Regions from separate parts of the Sus scrofa genome. Here region 2 is linked to region 1. The links are chromatin contacts, called in public HiChIP or PLAC-seq maps. All regions are on one chromosome and are shown on one strand. The core of a region is the stretch at or near the end of the contact, and the rest is flanking DNA. Distances in the headings are between cores, read along the strand shown. Region 1 overlaps SLCO2A1 (solute carrier organic anion transporter family, member 2A1). Region 2 has its middle 26 kb from the start of SLCO2A1.

Region 1 (5,810 bases), core at 1,309-3,808:
CCCACCCCCCGGCAGATTTCCTCCCTCGTGCACCTCCCAACCCCACCCTCCTCACCTCCACATTGGTCACCTCCCCTCACCAGGCCACTGCCTACACAGAGAAATGCCTCCCTCCCGCACAGAGCTGCACACAATCCCCCCCCCAACTCCCTTCTCTGCACATGATGTGCCTTTCCCGTCCCCCCACAGCTTCAGAGCTGTGTCCCTCTCGCACCACGGCCGGGGGTTCATCCTGAACAGCCCTGAGCTCATGGTCTCTGAGCTGCTCTCCGAGGCTCAATGGAGTACGGTCTGCTTCAGAGCCCCTGTTCTCCACTGAGGAGGGGCTGCAGTCATGCCAGAGCCTGGGGATCCCCTCCACCCGCCCTGCCTAGGGACACCTCTGAGGTAGGAGTGTGGGTGAGGGTCAAGCAACTTCATGAATAGAGGAGAGCAGGCAATTCTTGCCTTTCTTCCCTTGACTGCTCCAAAAATACAAGTGACTCCCCCCGCCCTGCTTCGCCCTCAGGAAGCCCCCCTTCCTCGAGGATCCATTGTCTGCATGGGGCCGACTTCCCCTGGACTTGGCTGGGAGCTCTCACAGGTTACACCTAGTCCCCCCAGACACTGGTTTCCGAAGACCCTTCTCTTATCTCCCCGGAGAACTGGTCTCGCGTTGGCTTGTTTCCCACCTGCCCAAACCTCTTCGAGTTTTCCAGAAGCCGTCTTAGAGGCTTTGGCTGGGTAGCTAGTCTTTTCTCTAAAGGCGCCAGGCAGATTTCCGGACCCCACTGACATTTAGAAAAATCTAAACATTCATAAATGTCTGCATGGCCTTTTTAAAATTAGCAATTAGTTGTTAAAGGTCTCCGTGATTCCCACAATGTCCAGCCCCTCTTTAATTTTTTTTTTCCTCCCAAAACACATAGTTAGTTTCCATTTCCCATGTTCATTTCTGGAGCAGCTGTGCTCCAGGGGAAGGAATCAGCCATCAACACAGGATAATAGGTCTGGGGGGTCGTGACTGATGAGTAAGATATTTCAAATACCACATCAAGGGCCGGCAAAGAGAAACGTGCTGAGCAGCTAACACAGGCTGAGCACTCCTTCCTCTTAATATTGCCCTCAGAACACGCTGCAAGAGGAGGTATTTATTATTGTTCCCATTTTACAGATAAAGAAACTGAGGTTCAGAAAGGTGAAGTATGAAGTTCCTGTCGTGGCTCAGTGGTTAACGAATCCGACTGGGAACCCTGAGGTTGTGGGTTTGATCCCTGGCCTTGCTCAGTGGGTTAAGGATCCGGCATTGCCATGAGCTGTGGTGTAGGTTGCAGACGTGGCTCAGATCCCGCGTTGCTGTGGCTCTGGCATAGGCTGACGGCTGCAGCTCCGATTAGACCCCTAGCCTGGGAGCCTCCATATGCCTCAGGAGCGGCCCTAGAAAAGGCAAAAAAAGACAAAAAGAAGAAAAAAAAGAAAGGTGAGGTAGAAGCTTGCCTAAGGAGACTTGGCAAGCAAATGGCTGGGCTGGGGTTTGAATGTCCAAGTCTATGCTCTGTCTCTACCCAGCACACCAGGTGGCTCCAACTTGAGAGTCTGGGAATAGAGCAGAGCAGCGGCCTAAGCCTCAGTTGAGAGAAATCCTACGGCCTCACACGCAAGGATGCAGCCAGGACTACACCAAGGGAGGGGCCCTGCTCCCCTGGAGCAGAGGTTGGATATAGATATTCGGTGAGGACCAGAGAGAAGCTGCCTTCAGATGCCCCCAGGATGCCCAGCCCATTGGCCGTGAGCTATTAGACTCTCCTCAGGAAGCAGGCGCTTCCTCATTTGGGACCCTAGTTTACCCAGCATGATACATGTACTGTCTCCACGGCTGCTTTTAAACGCCACTGCTTAATGGTTACTGCACGTGCCAGCCATTCGCTAAATTCGAAGCACATGCCCTTCAGGCCCCGCAGCCCTGCGAGGGAGGTCAGTTTTATAGAGGGAGCAACTGGGACTCAGCTGTGTAGGAAGGGGCCCAGGGCTGTGCCGTTAGGGGGTCTCAAAGCCCAGCCTCAGACCCAGGACCATCCAATGCCAGACCATTCCTAGATTCATGACGCCATTCAGAGTGGCGCAATTAATGAAATTCATTTGTTCCTGATGACCTTGCATAATTCAAAACTAAGTTCTCATAGGAATACACTGGAAGTAAGAGCCGCATTTCAAACTTTTCCCACGAAGTGAGACCTTGGGACTATTTGTATTTGCACGCATTAGCACAGCACATGCCCACACTGCACTGGCACCCACAGCCTCAGTTAGAGCCCACAGATGTGGCTCCTGGACCAAAATCCTCCTCATCCCACCCCCTGGCACCAAGAAGATGCCCTGAAGGTAGCCCAGCCCTGAGCACTTCCAGCTGCTGCTCTGATCCCAGCCAGCATGAGGAAGATTGCATCCTGTTGTTGTGAATAGAATTTACACAACAAAAAAACAATGAAGCTCACTTTCCTGGCCAGCTAGTCCTGCCTGCAGGCCGAGAGGCGAGCTGTGGTCCTTCCCATAGTCCCCTTCCTTCCTCTCTCAGTGGAGGGGGGCTGAGAACACTGAGGCAGAGTGTTTCCCTTGGAGCAGGGACGATGGTGATGGGAAGGACCCAAGTGGCCGACCATCCCTAACAGGGAGCAGAGTGATTGCTTTCAGAGCCCCGCCCGGCTCCAACCACCCTCCACCCTCCATGTGGCTGCTCTTTGCGAAGCAAATGCCCTTGGTATGCAGCCCAGGCCAGGGGGGAGCCAGCTCCCAGGCTAAGCAGGCCACAGTGTGTGGCGCCTGGCAGGATGCCGTCCCCGCAGCCTGTCCCCAGCACCTCAGGCTCCCTTGCTGATTTCATTAGCCTAGTCTTCATGCTGATGGGGAAGGGCAGGGACCATGGGTCTGGAGTAGGTTTGGCACACGGCTCTCTGAAGGTGGCCAGCAGCCCGTGACTCTCCTACAGAGCTAGCCTCTGACTCCTTGTCTAGACAGAAGGGGAGAAAGAGCATGGCAGAACCCCTGGGTTTGGGTCTGTCTTCCTCCTGAGCCTCCTTGAAGCCTTAAATTCTCCAAAGAGATCCAAGGCCACCACAGTGAATTTATGAGACATGACTAGTTCACTAGAGATTACCATGGAGGTGCAGAAAAGACCATAACTCAGCAAGCATCTCATCATTAGATCTCGCTGTCCCTGCTCCACTCTTTTTCCATTCCAGCCACCTACCCCCCCTCACTATAGGTCTCACAACCTATCAAGGAATCCCTCCTAGCATTTCAGTGATTCATCCCTTGGACCCGATCTGCACATGTAACTAAAAAAAAGAGAGAAAAAAAAACCAGGCTGATATTTAAGCAAACAGGAATGTGTTACCCTTCAGTATAGCCCTGGGTGGCCCTTCTATCCTCAGACATCTTCAAATCTAATACCTGGGCCAAGAATAAGCATTTCAGGACTGGGCCTCTCACTTGCTGCACCTACAAAACCACTGCCTCATCTTACATCCCTTAAAACAAATGCAAATTTTTCCCAAGCCAATACCTCATCATAAAATTAGCTGCAAAGCAGCAATGTTCCCAGGGTGCCAAGTAAATGCAAATACGAAACCATTCTTGGGGCTCTTTCCCACCCAGACCACACAACATTTCCACAGGAGGAAACATCCCACTGCTAATGACCCCACTGTCAAACATTACAGAACATAAAGGAAATACTCCACCATGAATAAGGGCAAGCATAAGTGGAATGTGGGAGGATTAGCATTCCCAAAATTTGCGCTAATAAAAACAATCTGAAAGAGACTGAAAAAATACATCTTTTTTTTTTTTTTTTTTTCCATTTCTAGGGCCGCACCGCAGCATATGGAGGTTCCCAGGCTAGAGGGTCTAATCAGAGCTGAAGCCGCCAGCCTACACCAGAGCCACAGCAATGCCAGATCTGAGCTGCGTCTGTAACCCACACCACAGCTCACAGCAATGCCAGATCCTTAACCCACTGAGTGAGGCCAGGGATTGACCCCGCAACCTCATGGTTCCCAGTCAGATTCATTAACCACTGAGCCACGAAGGGACCTTCTGAAAAAATACATTTTTTAAAATTGAAGAAACCGAAACAAACATAGAAATTAAAAGGAAATACCAAGAAACCATGAAAACAGAGCAGATAGATTTGAAAAACTATCGTAATAACTTTTGAAAATTAGTAAAACATGTAGTCATTCATATTTACAATGTAAAGTATAGGTTAGACATCAGATGAACAGTGCTAGAGAGAGACTAAGTGAACAGAAAGACAGACCTGAGGAAATCTTACAGATGTGGCATAGGTGAACAAAGCAATGGAAATTATGAAAGAGAATTTAAGAGACAAGGAAGCCAGAAATGAAAATGTCACACACACACACACACACACACACACACACACATGAAGTTATAGAGGTAAGAATGGAGAAAACAGGCATATGCAATGCTGGGAACTTCTTTTGGCTGGGGACATTCAGAACTAAAGAAAAATCTTAGTCTTCAAAAGAAACAGCATACTGAAGTTCCAAACAGATAAATAAAAGTTAACCCCTACCAGACACCTTACAAGGAACAGGCAGAACAACAAAGAAGAGAGGAAATCTTAAAGGCAACTAGAGAGGAGAAACAGAATTTCTAGAAAGGAATGGCAATGACACTGATGAAGAAGTCCCAACATCATCAAGAGAAGCCAGAAGCCAGAGGCATGGAAACTTCAAACTGCTGAGAGGAAATAACTGTGAATTGAAAATCCTCTTCATAGCAAAACCATAATTTAAGAACCAGGGGGAGATTCAGACGTTTCCAGACATAGAGCTTTTTCTCACTCCTGGGCCCACCTGAAAGTAATGTTAAATGCTATACTTCAAGAAAAAGGAAGTTAAATCAACAAGAGTAGATGAAATGCCAAGAAGCTACAGTGAGCAAAGAAACCAGTAAATTTGTGGGTAAATATAAATACGTATTGACTTATTTGTATATAACAACTATAATGATAATGACCACCGGGGGTGGCAGGGGGAGGTTAAAAACAGGCAGAACTAAAATACTGGTCAACAATTTCATGGAAGATGGGAGATGACAGTGGACATTCAAACATCCTAGGGTCCTTATTCTATTCTTCTGTTGGAGAATAGAGATATTCATCAGCTTTAGAGTTTGTTAGATCATAGTTCAAGGTTAAAATGTAAGGATAATAGTGAAGGATACTCTGTTCATGGATTGGCAGACTCAACTTTATGTCAATTATCCCCAAGTTGACCTATAAATTTAATGCCTATCTAATCAAAATTCCAGAAGGACCTTTTTACATATAAATAAGCTGATTATAAAATTTACATAGAATGACCATCAGATGAGAATAGATAAAACAATTTTTTGGTTGTTGTTTTTGGCCACACCCAAAACATTTGGGAGTTCCCAGGCCAGTGATCAAACCCTCCCCACAGCAGTGACCCAAGCCACTGCAGTGACAATGCCAGGTCCTTAACCTGATGAGCCACATGGGAACTCCAGACAAAACAATTTTGAAACAAAAGAACAGGGTTGGAGGAATCACACTACCCAATTTTAAGACTTCATTATAAAGCTGAAGTAACTAAGATAGTGTGGCAGTGGCAAAGGAACAGACACAGACTAGAACAGAAGAGAAAGTCTAGAAATAGACCCACAAAAAATATGGCCTACTGACTTTTGATAATGATGCAAACAATATTTAATGAAGAAAAGATAGTCTTTTTGACAAACGATGCTCAATTTAACACACACATGCAAAAGGAAGAAAAAGAACC
Region 2 (5,810 bases), core at 1,924-4,423, 73 kb after region 1:
ATCTATGAGGATGCGGGTTCGATCCCTGGTCTCGCTCAGTGGGTTAAAGAAGATCTGACATTGCTGTGGCTGTGGTATAGACCAGTGGCTACAGCTCTGATTCAACCCGTAGCCTGGGAACTTCCACATACCACGAGTGCAGCACTAAAAAGACAAAAAAAAAAAAAAAAAAAAAAAAAAAAGAGGAGATCCCTTCGTGGCTCAGTGGTTAACGAATCCGACTAGGAACCATGAGGTTGCAGGTCCGATCCCTGGCCTTGCTAGTGGGTTAAGGATCCGGCGTTGCCGTGAGCTGTGGTATAGGTTGCGGACTCGGCTCGGATCCTGCGCTGCTGTGGCAGTGGCGTAGGCCGGTGGCTGCAGCTCCAATTCGACCCCTAGCCTGGGAACCTCCATATGCCGCGGGAGCAGCCCTAGAAAAGGCAAAAAGATGAAAAAAAAAAAAAAAAAAGAGGTAAAGAGGTGACGTTGGTGGCCCTGAGCCCCCTGCCAGGAAGTAAGCAAGCTGGGCTGAGACTGGGCCCAAAACATTTCCCTCCAAGGAAGCAAGAAAATATTTCTTCTGAAAAGAATCAAGTTTGCACTCACTTGTTCTACTATCCTATTTAATGAACTAGAACTTTATCTCATAACATTTATTTGCTAAATAAGTCACTTCTCCCCGCAGCTGGCTCTCATCTGGCCACTGTGAGCCAGGCGCTCTGCAAGGCCCCTCATGTGTAATACATCAAAAAATAAATCACATTTTGTAGATGAGAAAAAGGAGGCTTAATTTGCAGCAACATGGATGCAACTAGAGAGTCTCATACTAAGTGAAATAAACAGAAAGAGAAAGACAAATACCATACGATATTACTTATATGTGGAATCTAAAATATAGCACAAATGAACCTATCTACAAAACAGAAACAGATTCACAGATATAGAGGGCAGACTTGTGGTTGCCAAGTGGGGCAGGGGTCAGGGGTGGACTGGGAGTTTGGGGTTAGAACATGCAAACTATTACATTTAGAATGGATAAGCAATGAGGTCCTACTGTATAGCACAGAGAATTATACCCAGTCTCTTGGGATAGAACAGGATGGAAGGTAATATGAGAAAAAAAATGTGTGTGTGTGTGTGTGTGTGTGTGTGTGTAAAACTGGTTCACTTTGCTGTACAGCAGAAATTGGACAACATTGTAAATCAGCTGTACTTTAATAAAAAAATAGTAATTTCAAGAAAAAAATTGAAAAGAAAATGGAAGCTTAAGGAAGTAAAACTGAGCAGCCAGTCAGCGCTGGAGGGGTGCACTGAACCCTGATAAGGACAAGTCACAAGCCCTTGTCTTTCCAGAGTAATGGCCCTCATCACATTCATTTATTCAGCAAGTGTTTATCAGGGGCCTGCTCTCTGCCAGGCACCGGGCTGTTCTTGGGGATGAACGGGATTCACCGCTTACAAAGGAGACTGACCCCTGGCCTTTTGAAGTTAGAGTCTTCCAGAGGGAAACAAACAATAAATTAATAAATAAGTTAATTGTGTTATATGTAAGTGCTGTGGAAAAAAGAAACAGAGCAAGAAGGGGTGATCAGGAATGCTGGGCTGGGGAGGAGAAGCTGCCATACCGGGAAGGCGTCCTGGAGCACAGACTCAAGGGAAAGAAGAGGTTAGAGTATGAGGATGCCTGGAGAAAGGGCTCCAGGCAGAGAGAACCAGTGCAAAGGCCCTGAGCCAGAAGGGCGCCTGGTCCTGTGACTGGGCGGGCAGAAGGAGGGTGCAGAGGGAAAATCAGAGTGAAATAGGGCTGGCTGGATCAGGCTTCCAGGCCACTTGAGGACCTGGGCTTGGCTCTCAGAAGTGGGACCATCTGCAGGGCTCTGAGCAAAGGCGGGCGGAGCATGGTCTGATGACATTCTAGTAGGATTGCTGCTGATGTGCTGAGAACAGATGGCGAGGGAACAGAGAGAAACAGAGACACTAGCTAAGAGCTTCTGAAGGAATCCAGACAGTGGCCTGGACAAGGTGGTCCTGATGCCGAAAGGGCCAGGCTCTGCTGCTGTGGCTGCTGTTTCTCCCTCTCCCTGTCTCCTCCTCCTCCTTTTTGGAAAGTCTATGGAAAGGGGCTGACTGCGTTCTAGTCCTGGTGTTCCCAGTGAGCAGCTCTGAGGCAGAAAAAGCCACTTCCATGCTCAGAGTATCAGCTTTCTCCTTGAGAAAATGGGGTAAAGCGGGATTAGTGAGGCCAGCCTCACAGGGCTGTTGGTGAGTGCCCCCTCACAGGGCTGATGGATGGAGGAGGGGGAGGTGCACTTAGCAGGGAATAGATGCTCGATCCTGCCTGGGCCTGTCCAGGTCCCTCCAGGGCCTGAACCCTGTCTCAGATGGAGGCTCTGAGCCCTTGTCCTCCTGCCCCAAATGGGAGCCCTCGGAGCACACAGGTCTCAGGGGTGGGTGCAGCCTTCAGTGAGGCCCCAAAGGCAGAGCCCGAGGTCATGGGGGGACCAGCTCAGTGAGGTCCAGGAACCCAGGGATTAGCTTCATGTCTTCCAACTCTCAGAGGAGGGGGCTGTGGGTGAGCACTGGATTAGGAGTCTAGGAGCCTGCACCTCTTTCTTCTTTAAAATAATTGAGATATAATTGATATACAACTAGATTCATTTTGGATGAACAACGTAATAATTGCATACATTGCGAATGGTCACTGCGGTAAGTCTTGTTAACAGCAACCTGCATTTGCAGCATCAGCTCTGCCAGGTTCCAGCTCTGCGTACTTGAGAGACAACGACTCCCTGGATCTCAGTTCCTCCATCCCTCAGACATGGGTCTTGGCAAAACTTCTGTGCTGCTCCGGCTTTCTGACGGTTTTCTGGGCCTGAGAGGAGCCTGGGGAGCTGTGGAGTGGCGGGGTTACTCACTTCCTTCTTTTCCTATGACTTGGCCCTGATTCCTGGCATCCAGCTCTCTCTAAGCAAGCACTTGGTCTGAGCCACTTCTGCAGGCAGAGCTGGTGAGCTGAGCCAGGGTCAGAAAAGTGCTGGGACGAACCTGGGCCACATGGCCTCATGCCTTCCACACAAGAAGGGCACTGCTTCTGAAGGACATGTGTGTTTCGGGGAGGCGGGGGGGGGGGTGGTCACGGTGGATGAGCAATCAGATGGTCCAGCTGGAAGTCCCTGAGAGGCCCCCACCTTACAGCTGGGGAAGCTGAGGCTAAGAGAGGGGGAGGGACTTGTCCCGGGTCTCACAGAGGTCACTGGAAACATCTGTTTGTTTTACTAAACAACAGCTTTATCAAAGTGCAAGTGGCTTATTAAACGCCACATGAAGGACCCGGGTGAATGAGTGCTAATGTCCAAACACACCCATCACCCCATCGCCACAGACGGGCTACTTAACCTTCCAGTCATCCCCAGACGTTTCCTTGTGTGCCTTTGTCCCGTCACCCTTGCTGACACTGCAGGCAACCTCGGGCCTGCTTTCTGTCCCTATTGATTAATTTTGGGTGTCTATATGAAGGCAAGATGGACAGGACTGGTTGGCAGGGTGTGGGCCGTGAGAGAAAGAGGGGTCTCCAGGATTATGGCCAAAGACCAGGAGGCCTGAGCCGCTGTCCTTGGAGGTGAGGTGGGGGCCAGGGGAGGTTGGTGCTCCTAGGATCGGGGGTAGTTGGCCCTAGGAGCCCAGGGTTTCAGAGACTCTGGGCTGGAGACCTACAGAGAAGGATTGACAGCCAGTGACCGGCACTACCTCCAAGGAGCGAGTGTTGGCGGGGCCCTGGTCTCCCACCAAGGTCTCAGTCTGAGCTGGTTCTTCTAGAAAATGTCTGCTCCCCTCCAGGGCTCAGGCCTCCCAGAGCCCAGGAAAGGGGGCCTTTTGAGGGCAGAGCATCATTCCATCTGCCAGTGCCTGGTCCCTGGGAAAAGCTGGGTTCATGTTTGTTCAACAACCAGGCTGGGAGGGCAAGGAAACCTCTCCTCACCTCTGCAGTGTGTGCAGGAACCTGTTTCTTCCCAGCACATGAGTCACAGGAGCAGGGTTAGTGACCCTTCACCACCGCTGGAGGGCGAGTGCCCAGACAGTGATGAACGCTTCCCGTGGGCCTCACCTCTGGCCCATGATTCTGCAAAGAAGGAAAAAGCAAGATGACATTTGACTTGCCTTTCAAGAACATTCTCTCAGCTGACCTCCCAATAACCCCATCATTTAGGTCCCTACTTTGCAGATGAGGAAAGCGGGGCTCCAGAGAAGAGACAGGACGGGGTCCAAACCCCCTGCCTTTGAGTCCACTGCTGCCTCCTGCAAGGAGGAAGTTCTTTTGTAAGACGGGACTTTTGGTGGCCCTGGGTGGCATGAAGGCATGAGGGCATCTGCTTCTGGCCATCCTCTGCAGGGCACTGCCCCGTCCACAAGGCTCTCCTCTCTCTGCAGACCTGTGGTAAGACACTGTGTCCTGTTTGGACTAGCTGTCCTCCCATCTCGCTGCCCAGCCCCATGCCTTAGTATCCCGTCCATGTGAGCCCACACTCCCTGACCCCACCCTGTCTTAAAGGACCTGCTCTGGGCCATGCCCACTTCCTTACACCCCAAGTGCCTGCAAGGCCTCATGACAGTAACTTCTAGAAATCCCAACCCTACTAGAACATTTAACTCACCCAATAAACACAGTTGGGCAGCTCCTACTGTGTCTGGCCCGGCACACAAGAGGCGGGCACTGTCCTTACCCTCCTGTGACTGGAAAGGGGAGGTCAGTGGGTCCACCTCAGGTCATTAACTTTGACCTTGAGGCTTGCTCTGGAGGAAAAGGCCAGGGCATGGGACAGAGGGACCAGCCATCCCCGGATCCACAAAGATGTTCCGGGAAAGGGAGAGGAGAGCTGGGGCTGAAGGATGAGTAGAATCACTGGGGGAAGATGGAGGAGAGATTGCTCCAGGCGGAGGAGGGAGCTGGCCAAGCTGTGAGGGACAGAGAAGGCCCGTGTACCTTGATGGGGGACATCAGGCAGGACCACTGGGGACATCCAGACAGGAGGTGGGACCAGAAGCACTGTGTCTTATCCACCAGCAGAGATGCACGCCCTTCTCTCAGAAGGCTCAATGGCTGGGGCCCAGGCCCTAGGAGCAGGCAGGGGCCTGGGGCCTTGTAGCACCTGGGGAGGGAGGCTCCCAGGTCATTTCCTGCTCAACAGAAGCCAAGCAAAGCTCCAAGAGCTTTGCCCAGCAGAGGGGAGGCTGTCAGTCCCCACACCCTGCCCTTTGCCGGCTCCGTGCAGCCCAGGGGGGAGGCCCAAGCCTTCCTTCTGCTGTGAGTTTCCAACTGAGGCAGAAAGGCCAGGCCCTGGAATGTGCTTACCTCTGCCTTCTGCAAGGCCCAGGAGCTAAGGCCCATTCTTCCCAGCACCAAATCCTGCTGAAGTATGGGCATGGCCCAGCACTGGGCAGGGCCAGGCAGGAGGGACATTTCTCCTAGGATGGTTCCCAGAAGGGCCTTGGCTCCCCAGAGCCTCCTTCACCCTCCCCAGCATCCTTCCCTGATGAAGAGAGGAAGGCCTCTGAGGCCGGGGTCAGCACTGCACGCCAGCCAGTACTGGCTCAGGGTTTCCTGGGCAGGGCCCTGCCCCAGCCTGTGAAAGCTGGCAGTCCCAGAGCACCTTTCAGGAAACCTCACATTTGGTTTTGGAAACCACTCCCGTTGCATAGGAAGAGAGCACACGTGGCCTGTGTAGAATTCAATGGGTGATGGGTAGGAGAGGGGGCTACCAGGCAGGGCCTGGGTGTGGAAAGGAACGCAAGCTAAAAGGAAGTCCACCCTCACCCTCCCCAAGCCTCAG

What was found. HiChIP or PLAC-seq counts read pairs in DNA pulled down with a chosen protein or histone mark.
Region 2: a contact with region 1 is called in an H3K27ac HiChIP or PLAC-seq map of skeletal muscle, with 4 times the contacts expected there. The contact joins two enhancer-like sites. A contact is called at or near these places in 3 of 47 Hi-C or Micro-C datasets (epiblast stem cells and liver) and 1 of 2 datasets of contacts at active chromatin or transcription factors (skeletal muscle).

What each region holds. Positions count from the first base shown.
Region 1 is chr13:75,140,028-75,145,837 of Sscrofa11.1, forward strand. The region is part of intron 3 of SLCO2A1 (solute carrier organic anion transporter family, member 2A1); the gene reads right to left. Among named protein-coding and RNA genes, the nearest start is that of SLCO2A1, 47 kb to the right of the region's middle. Within about 2 kb of position 2,559, at least 2 of the 83 cell types and tissues checked have an H3K27ac peak or open chromatin away from gene starts, as enhancers often do. A contact at or near this core is called in skeletal muscle, where this site is marked.
Region 2 is chr13:75,212,753-75,218,562 of Sscrofa11.1, forward strand. No RefSeq gene overlaps it. Among named protein-coding and RNA genes, the nearest start is that of SLCO2A1, 26 kb to the left of the region's middle. Within about 2 kb of position 3,174, at least 11 of the 83 cell types and tissues checked have an H3K27ac peak or open chromatin away from gene starts, as enhancers often do. A contact at or near this core is called in skeletal muscle, where this site is marked.